2 separate regions of the Mus musculus genome follow, and region 2 is linked to region 1. The links are chromatin contacts, called in public Hi-C maps. All regions are on one chromosome and are shown on one strand. The core of a region is the stretch at or near the end of the contact, and the rest is flanking DNA. Distances in the headings are between cores, read along the strand shown.

Evidence for each region. A called contact is a pair of places that touch in the nucleus more often than the background predicts.
Region 2: a contact with region 1 is called in a Hi-C map of cortical neurons, with 5 times the contacts expected there. The contact joins two enhancer-like sites. A contact is called at or near these places in 9 of 484 Hi-C or Micro-C datasets (the N1E-115 cell line, cerebellum, cerebral cortex and 5 more).

Annotation. Positions count from the first base shown.
Region 1 is chr1:126,430,388-126,433,087 of GRCm38.p6, reverse strand. All of the region lies in intron 4 of Nckap5 (NCK-associated protein 5), which reads left to right. Among named protein-coding and RNA genes, the nearest start is that of Gm35562, 390 kb to the right of the region's middle. Within about 2 kb of position 1,262, at least 21 of the 459 cell types and tissues checked have an H3K27ac peak or open chromatin away from gene starts, as enhancers often do. A contact at or near this core is called in cortical neurons, where this site is marked.
Region 2 is chr1:126,991,145-126,993,844 of GRCm38.p6, reverse strand. No RefSeq gene overlaps it. Among named protein-coding and RNA genes, the nearest start is that of Gm41945, 32 kb to the left of the region's middle. Within about 2 kb of position 1,259, at least 8 of the 459 cell types and tissues checked have an H3K27ac peak or open chromatin away from gene starts, as enhancers often do. A contact at or near this core is called in cortical neurons, where this site is marked.

The sequences.
Region 1 (2,700 bases), core at 13-2,512:
CTGAACTGGAAGCCCTGCATGACAGCATACTATAGACGTCTTGGGCTTTATTTTCATAAATACATGTTCAATCTGGGCCACAGCCTCTAGCAAGTGACAGAATTTGTGATGCATAATAAACTGGGTGCACGCAAGAGTGGGCATAGTTTAACAATCAGTGGAGTGTTAATAGACAGAATCTGTTTCCTCTGTCTGGAATGCTAGGGTTCTTTGGTTGATTAAACGGTTTTGTTGTTAAAAGGTTAACCATTTTGTAAATATCTCTGGCCTTTAACCTATAGAATTGACTCAAGAAGTAGCATACATGTGTATCCCTGATACATTGGTGCGTGTTTTGCTGTTGTTCAAGTATAAATATTTGACGCCATCCTTAAGGATGGCTACAGATTTTGTTTAATGACAAATAATTATATAGTTGGGGCTCAAGTATTCATCTAAAAAGTGCCTTCAAAGTGTCAACCCTCAAAAGGATGTGGAGAAATGTGAGGAGACATTATTTTTGAGAGAGAGAGAGAGAGAGAGAGAGAGAGAGATAGTTTTCGCTGCAGGGAGGTGTTATGTGCACACGATTGCTGTACCCAAAGAAGTCAGAAGAGGGCGTTGAATTTTGCTGAGCTGGAATGAGAAGAGATTTTGGGCCACTTGATCTGCATGTTGGGGACCAAACTCAGGTGCTCTGCAAGAGCAGTATGTGCTCTTCAACCACTGAGCCATTTGTCTGTCCAGCCCCAAAGACCTTTTAATATTGTAGGTTTGATCTCATGAAAAATCACAATGCTAAAGAAGGCATTTCTCTCACAGCGCACTTAGCTTCCCATTAAGAATGTCTTCAATTATTTTCTCCAACCGATGTTTATTCCTTTAAGTCTGTACATGCATTGACATGCTTAATAGAAAGAATTCTTCTTAAGAACACCAGTGATCAAAAGGCCATTTGCTTGTCACTTAAAGATGAACAGCTATTTTAAGCCCTATTTTCTCTTTTAAAGATAGCCCTTGGGGGATTCCCTCGTTACTTCTCTTCTCTCTACTTCAGTGCCAGATTTCTGCCTTTCTTTCCCTTGTTTCAGCATTTTCATTTACTCATTTTGTCGTGTAGCTTTGATGGGGATTTGAATGGTTTGAGTGCTGCCTGATCACTTACTGGGGTCTCCCCTTGGCCTACGATCCACAGTTCTGTGCTGAGAGCACAAGATGCCGAGCTTGGTCTTCTGCCCACAAGATTTCATTGTTGATTTAGGCTTTCCACCAGAAGAGGGCACCACATTCATTAAAATAACATCCGTAATCCAAGCTGAGCTTTGTATGTCCTTAACAGGTTCCAGACAGGGTGTGTGCAACCTCACCTTCCATCAGACCTCATAAAAAACATGACAGCTGTTCTTTGGAGGGTGGGGACTGCCTTAGGAGCCAACACCACGGGCCTGCAGTCTGAGGATGCAGCGGCAGGAAGGAGAGATCTGTTTTAATGATGTTCTCTGACAATAACAAGAGCAAGGAACAGCAAGTCTAAAACACCGTGCCTCCTCTCCAACGCTCACATATCTACTCAGTTGGGGATTATATTTTTTTTTTTCAGAGCTGAAAGGATTGGTTCTTTAATTAAGCATGTAATAGCCTTCTATTTATCATTCCGCAAAACAACTGCCTCCTTGTATGGGGCGATGCCACAGTATGAAAAATAGCATGTTTCCTTCCCTTCTGCCGAAACTTGAAGGTGTTGTTAACAGCAGCGGGCCTCACGACGTACCCCCTTCATCTCTCCATGTACCTGCTCATGTGTCCAAAACTCCAGTGGAAAGCATTGATTCATTTGGATAATTACACATGGCTTTCAGAGTCTTAAAATTCTAAATACCCTTCTGCTTAGTAATGTGTTAATCTGTCAAAAGCCGTTTAGCTATTCATCCCAGATTTATTTATGAGCCCGAGCAATATTGTCATCCAAATTACCCACGGAAGAGATGGTTATGTCTCCTAGAGGACTGGGGACAGTTTATTCTAGTAGCATACCTGGGACAGTGCATCCGCGTGTGAACCGCAAAGATGAGTATCTCAGTGCCAAGAAGCAGAAACAGGGTAGGATGTCAGGCCACACCTGGAGTTCATGGCAGATACCCTAGCATTTCTGAGGCCTAGGTTTGTTCCATCATGGGACTGCTTCCAAAGACTATAAAAAGGAACCTTAACAGAGACAGGAAGAATGTTTCAGAAAGAATACAGATGCTTCCAGAAGTTTTACCCAATGCACCAATACTCTGTGTGGAGTCTTGTCTGTAGTTTACATAAAAATCACTGTCCGGTGGACCAGCGAGACGTCTCCATGGGAAGAAGAACTTCCCATACAAGCCTGATGACTTCTGTTCCATCCCTAGCAGCCACATGTCACCATCCCTGGGAGATAGGCACTGTGTGGGTGAGATGGGAGTCGGTAGACTCAAGTGGAAGCTCACCAGGCAGCTCACCAGTCAGCTACACTGGAGTCGGAGCAGTGACAGGAGTAACCGAGACTCTGCCTTGACATGTGGGAGGTGAGAACTGACTCCAGAGAGTTGTTCTCAGACCTTCACATACGTGTTGTGGTCTGTCTGTCTGTCTGTCTGTCTGTCTCTCTCTCTCACACACACACATACACACTCAGCACATGTGCTCTAGTATTTTAGTAAAGAGTTATTTCTTGGGAGTAGATGGTGTTTTGGG
Region 2 (2,700 bases), core at 10-2,509, 560 kb before region 1:
AGGTGGTACTGATATTGTGATACTGTGAAAACCATATATCAAGCATGATGTAATAAAATTATAATTGATGGTACAATAAAAAAATTATACCTCATCTTTGGGACATTCAGCATCCAGAATATTACCTCCATTAGCAAATTTAAGCCAGGCAGCAGATGTCTGTGGACGTTGGAAGTTGGGGTTAAGGGTGGGAAACGTGGACTAGGGCACATGGCCAGGATTGATGAGCTATCTTCTTACCATGAATCCTTCCCACCAGACCCTGGATCATTTAAATGCAAACAGAAACTGGGTTGGCAACTCTAATCCATGAGGTGCTTTCAGCTCAGCCATGACCATAGATTTCCAGTAGATGGTGCTAGAGAGCTGAAAATAGTTTCAGAGACATGACACTGACCACCAAAGCTGGGTAGGGACAATCACAGGGTTGGGAATGGGTTTAAGCATTGTCCACCCTCACAGCTTCAAGAGGGATGGGTAGAATCAGAGGGTAGGGACTTGCGCTTGGCATTTTCCACTCATGCAAGGACCTGGGAGGTGATTCATGCCTGGCCCAGACACTCACCCTATACAAAGGGACATGTGGGGAGTGTTTGGGAAGAGAGGCCACAGTTCAAAGGGGAGGCTGGCTTTAGAGATGGAGTGATAGGTTTCTGGGTGGCTGTGAGGAGTTAAAGCAATTACTGTAGTTGGATCTGGGATGTTCTCAGAGCTAACATGTTGAAGACTGGGTGTGCCCAGCAGAGCATATTGGGAGGTGGTAGAAACTAGGGGGGGGGACTTACTGGGAGGCCTCCAGGTGGCAGTGGGTGTACCTTCAAAGAGGGCTGAGGGGTCTCTTCCTGGTGCAGGGGCATCAGGTACTTGTTTAGGTAGCTGATAGAGGTTAGGGGCTACATGCTTTTTTTTTTTTTTAGAGTGAGTGGCAGTTTAGAAGCATCCTGGAGAGAAAAAGTTCTCCTGATGAGCGAGGGGTGGATTACATGTCCTAGAGAGAGAGGAGTCAAGGTCCAAAAAAATCAGACAGGTGCCATTTATTCAGACAGCAGAAGGCCAGCATCGCTTAGAATCATGGGGTATCTCCTCTGCTGAGTGGAGCTGGCAGTCTGAGCTGGCATTAAGCCTTTTTCAGCAAAACCCAGGCACATAAAGGGACCCTCATGGCCAACAGCAACAAATGTCGCCTTGAATTGTGCTCAGGGACTCTCTCCAGGGACCCTCCTGGCTCCCCAAAGCAGTCTGGCAGACAAGTCTGGCTAGCAGATGGAGTGAGCAGGCAGATGCGAGGCCCTCCCAGCTGAGACATTCCTGTGGACATTAAATAAGCCCACCGTGGCTCAGGGGAGCCATTGCCAGTCTCCTGACCATCCCAGATGTCAGTCAGACAAGACAACCAGATGGATGTCTGTCTCTATGTAAGTGTTTAAGAAAGATCTGGTTCTGGCTGACACGGACCACTTCTTATGTGGGTCCTGGCACTGCGCAGAATACAATCTCTTATCTCTCAAAGCCTTTGAAGGGAAATGCTGAAGCCCACTGTTTAGGGGGGGTCACTGGAGGAGGTGGGTTGGTGCAACCCTCCGTTTATATAGATTAGGAGTACCCTGCTGGTGAGTATGTCAGAGGAAATGGCCTCATCTTCAAGCATTTCCATACGAAGCACCTCATTTCCTGACCAACCCCCGCAGCTCCAAGGCCACCCAAGTCCTTGGAATTTGGTTTTGGCAGAAGTAGAAGAAAAAGTACCTCTTCCACTTACTGAACCCCTTCACCCTACCCCCACCCCCACCCCACTGCCCATCTCCCCTGTGAGTCTCAGTTACAAATCAGATGTCACTTTTGATCTGTGGGATGAACCCAGAGAGACAGGGGGACAATGACAGCCTTTGCTGGCACCTTGGACTTTGGCGTTGACTCACAATCTAAGCCTGGAGATTTAGATCTCTGATGTTTGAGTGTCTTGGTGTGCCTCTGAGGATCCCATGCACACAGTCTGATGCTAACCACTGTCACTTCTGGTTTCTGCTTTATTAGAGAGTTGGCCTCCCTTTGGGCCTAGCTCCTTGCTATATTTTCCCATTTGTTGGCTTGTTGATTAGCCTAGGGAATTCTTTAGACTTCAGTGGGATCATCTGAACCCATTGACTCCCACATGGCCAGCGGGCTTTTGTGTATGTCAGACAACTTGTCTACCACAAAGATCCACCCCTAACCCTTTAAAAAAAAACTTGTACTTACTTTGAGGTAAGGGCTAGCGTTGAACTCACCCGTGGTCCTTCTGCCTATGCCTCTCTGGAGGCCTCCACCACCAAGCCCCGAGCCCATCTTCAAACACATTTGGATATTTTGATGTCTGGGGCACTGCTGACCCTGGACAGACCTCCAAATCCCAGAAATTGCCAAACTCATGAAAGCAAAGGACTTGACTTTTACACTTGTATGTGTGTGTGTGTGTCTATGTGTAGGCCAGAGGTTGACATCAAGTGTGTCTTCCTCTATCATTTCCTTGCCTTAGCCTCTTGCTGAGCCTGGAGCTCACTGATTATCTACACCGATGGCCAGCTAGCTCCATAAATCCTCAGGCTTCTGCCTCCTCTATGCTAATATTATAAACCTTGCCTGGCTTTTGACCCAGGTGCAGGGGAGAAAGCACGTTACCAGGTCAAACCTGCCTTCCACAGGAACCAATACAAGGTCACT